Regions from separate parts of the Sus scrofa genome. Here region 2 is linked to region 1. A link is a contact called in public Hi-C data. All regions are on one chromosome and are shown on one strand. The core of a region is the stretch at or near the end of the contact, and the rest is flanking DNA. Distances in the headings are between cores, read along the strand shown.

What was found. A called contact is a pair of places that touch in the nucleus more often than the background predicts.
Region 2: a contact with region 1 is called in a Hi-C map of liver, with 4 times the contacts expected there. The contact joins the promoter of FAM133B here to the promoter of RBM48 in region 1. A contact is called at or near these places in 1 of 5 promoter capture datasets (liver), 8 of 47 Hi-C or Micro-C datasets (blood, brain, embryonic fibroblasts and 3 more) and 2 of 2 datasets of contacts at active chromatin or transcription factors (alveolar macrophages and skeletal muscle).

What each region holds. Positions count from the first base shown.
Region 1 is chr9:72,443,548-72,446,247 of Sscrofa11.1, reverse strand. RBM48 (RNA-binding protein 48) reads right to left here and starts at 1,437. Exons shown (of 5, transcript XM_003130141.5): 1 at 1,294-1,437; 2 at 566-756. The coding sequence starts at 1,437. PEX1 (peroxisome biogenesis factor 1) reads left to right here and starts at 1,530. Exons shown (of 23, transcript XM_021102380.1): 1 at 1,530-1,880. The coding sequence starts at 1,632.
Region 2 is chr9:72,502,512-72,505,211 of Sscrofa11.1, reverse strand. FAM133B (protein FAM133B) reads left to right here and starts at 1,390. Exons shown (of 11, transcript XM_005667601.3): 1 at 1,390-1,545. The coding sequence starts at 1,522.

The DNA of each region.
Region 1 (2,700 bases), core at 188-2,687:
TGCTGTACACCTGAAAGGTTGTAAATCAACACTTTCATTTTTTAAAATGAGGGAAAAAAGAGATAGGGCATTTCGTACTTAATTGTTGGAGAAAATTTTATGTTATATAGAAGGAGATTCAATTACACAGGTCCATAAAATAAGAGATCCAATACCTAATGTTTACTGCCTTCTGAATAGAAGGCACTGTGCTAAGCCCTATACATGGATCCATGTCATCCTCACACAACCTCCGTAAGTAGGTCCTTTTACCATACTGGTGTCTAAAGAATAAGAAAACAGTCTTAATGGGGTCAAGTAACCTGTCCATGGTCATGATGTTAGTAAACAGTGAAACTTGAAAATTTACTCCCAAACCAATTTTTAATCTACCATACTACACACACAAAAAAATTGTTAAGCATGGGAATGACGTGATAGAAAGAGTTTGGTAGGGCTAACATTTAAAAAGACTAGAAGAATACAGGGTCATGTTAGTTACTGGGTAATTCAGAAATGAATGAGGGAGGCCAAATGTAGGCAACGGGAATGGAGAAAATGAGACACTGTTTAACTTGCATATTACCTTGCACTTTGTAAATTGAGAAATTTAATAAGATAAACTTCTGTAAAGTCTTCTGCTGGGTATTCATCTAGAGCATTATACTGTTCAATTGCACCATACAAAGCAAATCGCTCAACTAATTCCTTCATGGCTCCGACTGCAGGAACTCCTTGTATTAATAAGTACCGAGATTCCAAATTGATCGTGTAAACCTATAAGAAATCAGACACATTAAATGTATTTCACAAAGAAGCCTGGGACAAATCTAATCCTATATTTTTTTAAAGTTGAAAAAAACACCTTTCGACTGGTTTGCATAAAAACAGGAAATCTAAAAACTTGCCCCTCTCTCTACATAATGAATAGTTTACCCTTCTTGCAAAGGCCTTTAGCTAAAGCACGTAACATTATCTTCCATCAATGTGTTTTCCACAAATTAGCTCGGTAGAAGTTACAGGGACGAGTTAACAAGTATTCGCTGAGCGTTTACCATGTAACAAGGACCACTGTAAACACGGAAGATACAGTGACTGAAACACAGCCCTCTTCTCACGGAGCTGAGGTTCTAGCAGTAGACTAAAGAGCACTCAAGCATCTTTGGTACTTGAGTACCAGCGTTTTTCATATTCTTCTTCAGTTAATCGATGTGACCGCAGCCTCTCAAGATGTTATTTACGTAAGCTGGGCATGTGAAGCTGGAACTCACAGAAAGCTACCGGGGATAGCGATTGAAACCAAAGTCACTTTACCCTGACAGCGCGAGGGCGGCGCCCCTCTCGATACTTGGCCCGCGAGTCGCATACAGCCCTTTGGACGTGGTGATCGAATAAGCCTCCTAGCTGCCCGCCGCTCAACGCCATCTTGCCGGTGTTATCCCTCGCGAACGACAACATCCGCCCCGTTGCCCCACCGTTTACCCAATAAGAGAGAGGGGTGAGTTAAGGCGTTCCGAGATTGGCTGAAGAATCGACACCGTCGGCCATCGTTTCCTGTGAGCGAGGATTTGGTGAAGAACGTGTCGCCCCCCAGCGGCGCGGCGGAAAGGCCCTGAGAACAGGCGCAGGCGTGCTGGCCCCTCCCGCTCCGGATGCGCCGCGGGGCCTTAGGGGGCGGGGCCGATCGATCGTCTCCGGGTCCGACGCCCGCGACCTGCGGGGTTGGCCCGGGAAAGATAGGTTGGGCGGCTGGGGGTCGGTGCCTGCAGACAATGTGGGGCGGCGATCGCCTGGCGGGTGCTGGCGGAGGCGGGGCGGCCGTGACGGTGGCCTTCACCAACGCTCGCGACTGCTTCCTCCACTTGCCGCGGCGCCTTGTGGCCCAGCTACACCTGCTGCAGGTAAGGCGCCCGCTTGGTGCCGGGCTCTCACCACCGACTTGGGACAGCTGCTGGCCAGTCTGCGGTCGGCCGAGACCCAGGCCTTTTAGGGACGCAGCGGCCGCTCAGGCCTCTCCCGGCGGCGGGATTAGGGCTGCTTTCCCAGCCCCGCCGACCGGTTCAGAGGCCACACTGAGGACCCCTTGCGGGCAGGGCTGGCCTGGGCGCTCTTGACAGCCACATCACGTCTAGTGCAGCACGGCTTCTTTGAGTTGACCTGCTGTATTCCAGGTCTTTTACTCGCCGGAACTGGGCTTTGAAACGCCCCGATATTCTCCCTCTTCGTTCAACTATTCCTCACTCCAGGTTGGAAAAGCTCTTGAGAAGTCGGGTTTGTTTGTCTTTTGGGATTCTGTTCTGTTTTGTTTCATTATTAGAAAACGTTTTTCCTGCCAGCGATTTCCAGGTGCTTGCATGGCTGTGGTCCCGGCCTTCAGAAAGAGGGGCGGACTTGGTTTGTGAAGTCTCTATTGGTTAACAGAGGTGGAGCCCTGTGTCCCACGAGCGGGATAGATTAATATGAACCTTCTTCCTGTGTCTCCAAACACCTCCGGGGTGCTCCAGGAATGTGCTGTGGGAGTATGCATACTTGGTCATAGGTAGTTAGAATTCCTTGAACCTCTGTTTTCACTTGCGCTCTGCACCTTGTGGTTGTGGCGGTTCATAGCTCTAACACTTGCATGGTTACAGAGATGCAACATCTGTATTTTCCTAATTGTAAAGTGGAGACACCTGGTTTACGAGTTTGAGCGTGCTTGCTTAAGGGGCTAAAAGGATAGGC
Region 2 (2,700 bases), core at 141-2,640, 59 kb before region 1:
AGATTCCCAGGCTAGGGGTCTAATGAGAGCCGTAGCCACCAGCCTACACCAGAGCCACAGCAATACGGGATCCAAGCCGCGTCTGCAACCTACACCACAGCTCACGGCAACGCCGGATCGTTAACCCACTGAGCAAGGGCAGGGACCGAACCCGCAACCTCATGGTTCCTAGTCGGATTCGTTAACCACTGCGCCACGACGGGAACTCCTGGATCAATTATTTTCTGATGACATTGTGCTGAGATAGGCCCAGCTTTATCCAGCTCCATTAATAATAAATATAATGACAATTTCTCTGGAGCCCAGAACATCTCCCTTGAAGTTTTAGTATTGTGCTGACATTATTATGACGTGTCATGCAGTAAAATTGGCCCTGAGTGCATCTATCTCCCTTACCAGTTTATAAACAGGCCCTTTGAAGGTAGGACTTATGTCTTAATCAGCTTTGTGTCTTGCGCTACATCCAGCTTCCAGTCACTGTTAATGAATTACCAAGTAAAAGTTCAAAAATTAGTGTGAGGAGTTCCCCTCCTGGCTCAGCAGAAAGGAATCTGACTGGTATCCATGAGAAAGCAGGTTCCATCCCTGGCCTCGCTCAGGTGGGTTAGGGTTCCAGCATTGCCATGAGCTGTCTGGTGCAGGTTGCAGACACCGCTTGGATCTGGGGTGTTGCTTTGGCATAGGCCTGGGGCTACAGCTCCAATTCAATCCCTAGCCTGGGAACCTCCATATGCCGCAGGTGCGGTGCTAAAAAGGAAAAAAAAGAAAAATGTGTGAAATGAATGCATGAATGATGGATAAATGGAAGTGAATTTAAATTTTTTTTTTTTTTTTTTTTTTTTTTTTTTAGTTTAGGGCTGCGCCTGCAGCATATGGAAGTTCCCAGGCTAGGGGTCGAATGGGAGCTGCAGCTGCTGGCCTACACCACAGCCACAGCAACCCTGGATCCTTAACCCACTGTGGGAGGCCAGGGATTGAACCCACGTCCTCATGGATACTAGCGGGGTTTGCTACCGCTGAGCCACTACGAGAACACCTAAAAGGCAATTTCTTTAGCAATGTGTACGACAGCACTGTCTTCTGGCCCACAACCTGATGGGCTCTGTGAGGGGTCCTGGTCCTCATTTTATCCCCAATATATGCACTATGCTAAGCACATAATAAGCGTTGGAGTAATTATTATATCCCCTCGAATGAGGATTTAAATGCACCAGGAATAGAAGAAGGCAAAGCAATCTAAGGCCAAATGGAAGTGAGCTGCCTTGGCGAGGCTGCTGTACCGGGTGAATGGTACAGAACAGGAATCCCCAGAAAACCCCTGGGAACCGCGGGTAAGCGGGGGCGCCCGTCTCTCCTCCGCGGCGGTAGGTGGCGCTGTGGCCAGACGCGGCCCCCAGGTCCTCGCGGTGCCGCTCTCCGGACCGGGTGGGGAGTTGGCGGAGGGACCTGCGTCCGGCCCGCTTCGGCATCCTTTCTGGCCTGCTGTCTCTCCTTGGCTGCCTGTGCGCTCGGTTCGGCACCATGGGAAAGCGGGACAATCGGGTGGTGAGTACTCTGTTGGGGAAACAATGAGGCGACACAGGGCCCGGCGGCAGAAGCACGGGACCCCTCGCTCTTCCCAACTGGGCCTGAGAGCGGCGGCGCTCGGACCTCGGGCGGGGAGACCCAGCTCCCTCCACCCGCACCGGCCCGAGACGCGCGTGCGCCGCGCACGCAGTTGGCGCCTTTGGGCCCCCTGTGCCCTTTCCTTTTCTTTCTTGTCTCTTTTTACTCTACGCCCCGTTTGCCCGGCCGCATCTTCTGGCAGTGCTCTCCAGCATCCTTCCTTCCCGGACTCGGGTCAGCAGTGCCCAGTTTCTAGAGCCGCGAGGGTACCCTGTTCCTTCCTATAAATGAGTCCAAAGTCGGAGGCCCTTGGAGACACCAGAACTTGCTCCCTTGGCCTCCACCGGGATCGCTCACCCTATCTCCGCGCCATTCTCGTGTGCATCCAGGTGGGATGGAGGCGCAGAGGTCTTAGACTTGGCCCCTACGCGGGGGCGGTGCGGGAACCTGCACCGAGCCCAGTTCGAGCGGCAGGCAGGCTCCCGTTGGAGAACCAGGATCGAAACGTTTGGCTTCGTGCCCCAGCGCCCTGCTAGGCCCTGTGTGGGAATGAATGGCATGACTCTGGAATCAGGCACAGACTGGTATGTCAGGTTTAGTCCCTCGTGAGTTGGGTGACCTAGGATAAAGTTGCTTTTCTTCTCTGAGTCTTAGTTTCTTCATATTAAGAGGGGATCATTGCTGTTCATAATTTTGCAGAATAGTGGAGACTGCAAAAGGCAAGGTGGCCAGGAAAGTGCTTGGCGTGAAAGTTCTTAGTGTAGCAAATGAGATAAAAGATACACAGAAATAACTGATGGCAGAAGTAAGAAATCCTATCTGATGGAGATTCGAAGTTCAGAGGGCGTTTTGTCAGGCGCAGGTAGGAGAAAGGGATTCTAGATGATAGACTACTTGGTTTGGAATGTCCAGGTTATGAATCAGATTGGATGGGCTGTAAACATAAGAGATTAGCAGTAAGCTTAGGTTGCAGCCCTATACTTCTTAGGCTTGGCTGTGATAGAGTTTTAAACCACTGAGCAGCAAGACCAGATTGGAAGCCCACCTGTGACCTGCGTCGCAGCTTGCAGCAATGTTGGATCTTTAACCCACTGA